2 separate regions of the Mus musculus genome follow, and region 2 is linked to region 1. A link is a contact called in public Hi-C data. All regions are on one chromosome and are shown on one strand. Each heading gives the region's core, a stretch centred on a gene start, on an enhancer-like site or on the middle of the called end of the contact. The rest is flanking DNA. Distances are from core to core; before and after follow the strand shown.

Region 1 (2,896 bases), core at 178-2,677:
GCTCAGTTTCCTCCTTTGTATGATCCAGGTAATAACCTGTACGCTAACAGGCTAAATTAAGACATATGGAAAGGGCTTACCGTAATGTCTGGCACAAAATTAGGGCCTGATAAACAGTAGTGTTATTCTCCCCAAAGGCCTGGCCTCCTTTCAGCTTCATTTCCCACATTCCTTTCTGCAACACAGGACAACTCACTTGTCTGTGGGCAAACCCTGAACCTGTGGGCATTGATTGTTAGCAATTCGCTGTCTCCAGTTTGCTCCATGTGCCCTATGCAATTCATTCTTATGTTCTGCTTCGCTTCCCAGGAGTCTGTCCAACCTTGACCAACCTTCTCAGTAGCAATAGCTTATGCAGGACCTTTCCTTAATTCTGGGCATGGGCGAGGTCCTTGAAGCAGGGTGTCTCCAAAGGAGTATGGAAAAGTACTTCCCCTCCTCGCAGGCCTCAATTTTCTTGTTTGGAACGGGTCCGTTGGACTGGCAGGTTAAAGCTCCAGCCAGGGTTGAGATTTTAAGCAGATAGAATTTCATTAAGTGGCAGGGACCTTCTAGGTCGCCTACTCCACTTCTGCAGAAGGAGAAACTGAGTACGGTTGGTGTTTTGTTTTTGTTTTTGTTTTTCTTCCAGAAAGAGCCGTGTTTTTCTTTGCCCTAGGGGTAAGACTTCCCTGGAAGGAGACAGTCTTATTTTCTTCATCTGGTCAAGCAGGAGGAACTCTTGGACTTCTAGGGGGTCCTGCGCGCCCGGAAACACGTGTGTGCTCACCTACGTGTACGCACGTGAGCGCACCTACAGCAGCAGGGGGCGCTCGGGCCGGCAGGGGGCAGCACAAGCCCGGCGCAGCCCCGGGGGAGGAGGGCGTGCTGCAGTGCCGGCGGCGGCGGCTGGAGGTGCAGCCCTCCCAGGTGGGAGGCGGGGGCTGCGGGCGCAGGAAAAGGCGCCCCGGGAGCGGGCGCTCGGCGGGGGCCTCCTCGGGCCGGGCGCGGCGCGAGTGGGAGCGAGCGCGCCGGGAGCACGCAGGCGCTTTGCTCCGGCTGGCCCTCGGCCGGCGCGCGGCGCGGGAGCAGCCCGCAGCCGGGTCCCCCCGCGGCGCTCTTCGCGGGGCAGCGGCCACGCAGCAGCCGGCACCGACCGACCGCCCCAAGCGCGCGGCAGCGACAGCGGCGACAGCAGCGGGACGGTCCCCCGGGCCGCCTGTGCGCGTTCTCTCCCGCGCGGCTACTCTCGGCGGGCGCTGGCCCGGCCGACGCGTCCCGCGGGCGGCCGGAGCGCGGCGGCGGCCTCGGCTGGGGCGGGAGCGAGCCCCGGGCCGCAGCCCGCGGGAGGCGGCGCGGCGCGGCGGGCACTGACGGCGGCGCCGGGCGCTCCCGGGCGGCGGCGCGGCGGCAGCGCAGGGGGCGGAGGCAGGGGGCGCCCCCGGCCAGGATGCTGCGGTTCCTGCGCCGGACCTTTGGCCGCCGCTCCATGCAGCGCTACGCGCGGGGCGCGGCGGGGCGCGGGGCCGCCGGGCTGGGGGACGAGCGCGACGGGGGGCCGCGAGGGGGCCCGGCTGCCGCCGCCAGCTCCTCGGTGCTGCCCGCCGCGCCCGGGGGCAGCGTATTCCCGGCCGGCGGCGGGCCCCTGCTCACCGGCGGCGCGGCTGTGCACATCTCCGCCTCGGGAGCTGCCAAGGCCACCCTTTACTGCCGTGTCTTCCTGCTCGACGGAACCGAAGTGAGCGTGGACCTGCCGGTGAGTGACGCGGCGCGTGCGGGGCACTAGCAGCCTGCTCTGCTTGGGTCAGAACCCCCTGTCCCAGTCTTTCTTTCTCTCTGGGAAGCTACCCGGGCTGTTTTTTGGGGACCCCTCCCCCATCTTCTGCCAATCTTCCCCAGCCATGAACCCTCCCAGACCACCAGCCCGGGTATGCTCTGGGGCCCAGTCTTTGGCACCTTGCAACCGCAGGGTTGCGGCGCCCTTCTTTGGCGACCACCTAGGATTTTTGTGCCTCACTCCTACCCCATGCTATCCCATGCACACGTCCCTACGTCCCCTCCCCTTGGCGCAGGTGGCTGGCATTCCCTGCCAATGTTGGCCTTCGGCTGCTGGATTGAGTAGAATTTTTCAAGCGACGCAGGGCTGTTCCGGGGTATCCCGCTTTGGGTATCAGGCCTTGGTGGAGAAGAAATCCTTGCCTGCTGCTCAGCAGGTGCCCCAAGTTTGGGAAGAGGCTTAGGGAACAGTTTTGCCGCTCTGCCTTCTCCCGATTCCCCGTGGATGGCCCCCATAGGGAGCCTATCCCAAAGTGCTCCCTGGCTCACAACCTCGCAGGGAGTGGAGCGACTTGGGAGCCAACTCAGGCCAGGTCCGCTTTGAACGGAGAGATAAGCCTTGGCGTGCTGGGAGTTGGCCCCGGTCCCCTCTGGACTGGCCTACCCACTCTCTCCCACACCCGGCAGTTTGCGTGGTTCGTTCAGGGCATCCCGGGGTGGCAGCACCAGGGCCTGCGTCCGGTTCACACACCCACAGGTGGTTGCACCCGGGCCCAGTTCCAGTGGCAAGCTAGGCCAGCGCCAGTGTCTCCGACAGGGAGTCCAGCCGCCAAAAGAGCCTTTTTGGCCGAAGGGGCCAGTCAGATCCTATCAAACGCTGCACTAACGGGCGCCCACTGCGCTGCGGCAGACGGTGCCTTCGGGAATCTTTGGGCATGACTGAAGACACCGCAGTAATTGAGCTTTAGATGAGTTACAGATTGTCCGGAGTGTTTAGGCCTCCGGACAGTCTGTAACTGGGTGGTAGGAATTCGTTGGATTTAAGGAGAGAACACTTAACCTGTAAGGGTTTCAGATGGGAAAAATCAGCCTCGCTAGCCTAGGCTCTAATGCTGCTTCCTGTGGGTTAATTTGGAGACAG
Region 2 (2,700 bases), core at 78-2,577, 52 kb after region 1:
GACATTTGACCATCTCACCTCTTGGACTAACCCATAAACCCTGGAGTTGCCTGAGATTTTGTAGAGCTCACATAGAGCTGAAGACATTTTAAGATCCACAGGACATCCTCCTGTGGAGGAGAGTACGGAAGAGTAAGTAGTAAGTACTGAACGGCACACTCGGCACATCTGTGAAACCAATGCTTTCAGATGGGGCTGGTGGGTCTTGTATGACCCCTGGTGTCAGCTTCGTCCATTTAGTTCTTCCAGCATTGTCAGGTGCAGTTGGATCTGAAACTTGGGCCAAGGAAACCACACAAGTTGGGCTTGGATCGAGATGAGAGCTTAACAGTGGAGGGAGAGGGAAGATGGGCTTGAACTTGATCTACTCAGCCTAATGGTAAGGAAACGGGAGAAAGAAGGGAATGGGTTCCTTTAAGCTGTGGGTGTCTGGAGCTGCTGAGACTAGAAGGCTGGCTGCGGGAGAACTTGATGTGCCTGGGAATGGTGAGTTCGTTAAGTACAGGTTTGGTCACGGACGTTAGCGTGGTGCTTGGCAGGAACATAAGTATGCTCCTGTCCTCTCTATGGCTGTCCTTCCCAGAATGAGACTATCGGGGGTTTTCCTGCATGGTTAAGGGCAATGGTGAGGTCTAATTCTTGTTCTCCAAATCCCTCATCAAAATTGCCTACCTCGGAGCCGAGGATGTAAGATGGGTGTCGGCATGGCTATCTAGGCAGCAGGAAGCTCTGGGCTGGGTGTGGTAGTGGGTACCTGTATTGCTAGCACTCAGGAGATGCAAGTAAGATGATCACAAGTTCGTTGTCATCCTTGGCTACCAAGGGAGTTTGAGGCCAGCCTGGAATACATGCGAGCCTGTCTCAGAACACGAAATAAACATACCTAGTAGTAGGCAAACAGTGAATAAATCAAAAAAAAGGATAATCCTCCCACACTGGATAATAATCTTGTTAAAATAAAAGGCTGTTCAGAAAGGTGAAAGAAAATGACCCGCACGTCCCTACCCACCCCTCCCCAAAAAAATCCCCTACAAATATTTCTGGACATAACCTTGATAGAAAATAATAATTTTCTGTAAGCAGGATCCTACCTGATTTCTTATTCCTACCTTAACATTGTGCTCTTGTCACACCAGTAAATATCAGCCTACATCCTTTTAAAATAGTAATGCATTACACAGGGGAGCCATTTTTGAATCTGTCTTTGTTGACGGACATTTAGGTCATTGCCAATTCAAAGCTATAAACAATGAGATGTAGCATCCCAGCCGCGGCGCCTTAGAGATAGGCGCCCTGCTGTGGCGATCCGCTTTTGTTACCCAGTCTAGGCAGTGTAGAGATGACAGAGGCCCACATTCTCCTCTCCTTAGCACAGTGTGCACGCTTATTGTGTTCTAATTCATCTGTTATGTGCTTTTGTGTGTTTCCACCCCTCCCTCCTCCCACACAGTCCTCTTGGGCTTTGTGGTTAGGTGTGGAGTACACTGTGCTCGTTCAGCCCCGCCCTTTCTCATTAGTAACATGTGCACGGTGGAGATGGCTTCTGCCAGTCCCAGGTAGTCAGCAGAATTAGCCTCTGTTTCGGAATAGCTGGAGAGAAACCTACTTTGCCTGTTCCATTCCAGTTCTTTTTATAGCAGTGGAGCTCCGCTATGCATTGAGTTAGTTACAGTGATAGTGGACATGTTACAATGTTTTCTCTTTTGGATGGACTTGCGATGTTTCTCTATAGTGTTCTCATATGTAGCTTCCTATAGAAGTTAGACTACTGAGCATGTCAACAATTTTAACATAAATGTTTATATGAGAGAAATGGCTTTGTAACCTCCTTAGGCAGATAGAACTGAAGTAGGTTTTCTGGTAAATAAGAGGAGTATCTGAAATGTCCTCCCTGGCCACAGCGGAACCATCTGCCTCTTCCCGTCAGTGATGGGGGTTCAGGAGTGTAAAAGAATGAAGGAGGCCAGGGACTTTGTTTTCCTGATGTCAGAGTTGAGGGTGTTAGAACCACAGGCTGGTATGCAATCAGAGTTTAGCACAGGGTTTGTCGTTTTAGCTAGATTACTGGAGACCTGGAGTCACTGGGGAAGAGCGATTATAACACCAGGAACTCAGAATTTTTAGAAGGGCCTTTCAGATCAGTTTCTTAGGGGTCTTAAGAGCTTCCTGACCTCTTTTAAAAAACTTTGGGAAACTTTGGTTAATAGAAAAATACACTTACATGCAAAGCAAATTATTTGTTTTTCTTTTTCTATTTACATGTGGTATATATGTGTATGTATGTATGTATGTTTGCATATATGTGGGCACACATGGAGGGTTGATACCACTTTGATACCTCACTCATTGAGGCAGGGTCTCTCAATCAAATCCAGAGCTCTCTGATACTGGCACTCTCATCAGGGGTTCACTCTGGGAATCCTCTCTCTGTCTTCCTAACCTGGAATTACAGGTAGCCGTTAACACCTGCCTGGCTTTTCTGTAGGTTCTGGGGATCCAAACTCTGATCCCCTAGAGCAAACCCTTTAAATGTTAATTTATTTTCATTCAATCTGTATGATGTTTTGCCTGAATCTGTATGTCATAAACCATGTGAGTACACCATGCACGGAGGTCAGAAGAGGGTGTTGGATCCCCCAGAATTGGAGTTACAGATGGGTGTAACCTCTGTGGGTGCTGAGACTCTAACCTGGGTTCTCA

The links. Hi-C and Micro-C count contacts between places; a contact is called where the count stands out from the background.
Region 2: a contact with region 1 is called in a Hi-C map of cortical neurons, with 1.7 times the contacts expected there. The contact joins the enhancer-like site here to the promoter of Epb41l4b in region 1. A contact is called at or near these places in 7 of 39 promoter capture datasets (embryonic stem cells, frontonasal cranial neural crest, liver and 4 more), 1 of 15 datasets of contacts at CTCF or cohesin (large pre-B cells), 13 of 484 Hi-C or Micro-C datasets (LSK cells, cerebellar granule neurons, cerebellum and 8 more), 4 of 115 datasets of contacts at active chromatin or transcription factors (all in embryonic stem cells) and 3 of 9 other capture datasets (adipose tissue, liver and pancreatic islet).

What each region holds. Positions count from the first base shown.
Region 1 is chr4:57,141,687-57,144,582 of GRCm38.p6, reverse strand. It overlaps Epb41l4b (erythrocyte membrane protein band 4.1 like 4b), which reads left to right and starts at 1,427. Exons shown (of 25, transcript NM_001355492.1): 1 at 1,427-1,735. The coding sequence starts at 1,430. LOC108168956 reads left to right here. Exons shown (of 2, transcript XM_017320489.1): 2 at 592-1,325. The coding sequence ends at 1,325.
Region 2 is chr4:57,090,263-57,092,962 of GRCm38.p6, reverse strand. The region is part of intron 2 of Epb41l4b (erythrocyte membrane protein band 4.1 like 4b); the gene reads left to right. Among named protein-coding and RNA genes, the nearest start is that of Gm34738, 42 kb to the right of the region's middle. Within about 2 kb of position 1,327, at least 73 of the 459 cell types and tissues checked have an H3K27ac peak or open chromatin away from gene starts, as enhancers often do. A contact at or near this core is called in cerebellum, cerebral cortex, cortical neurons and 3 more, where this site is marked.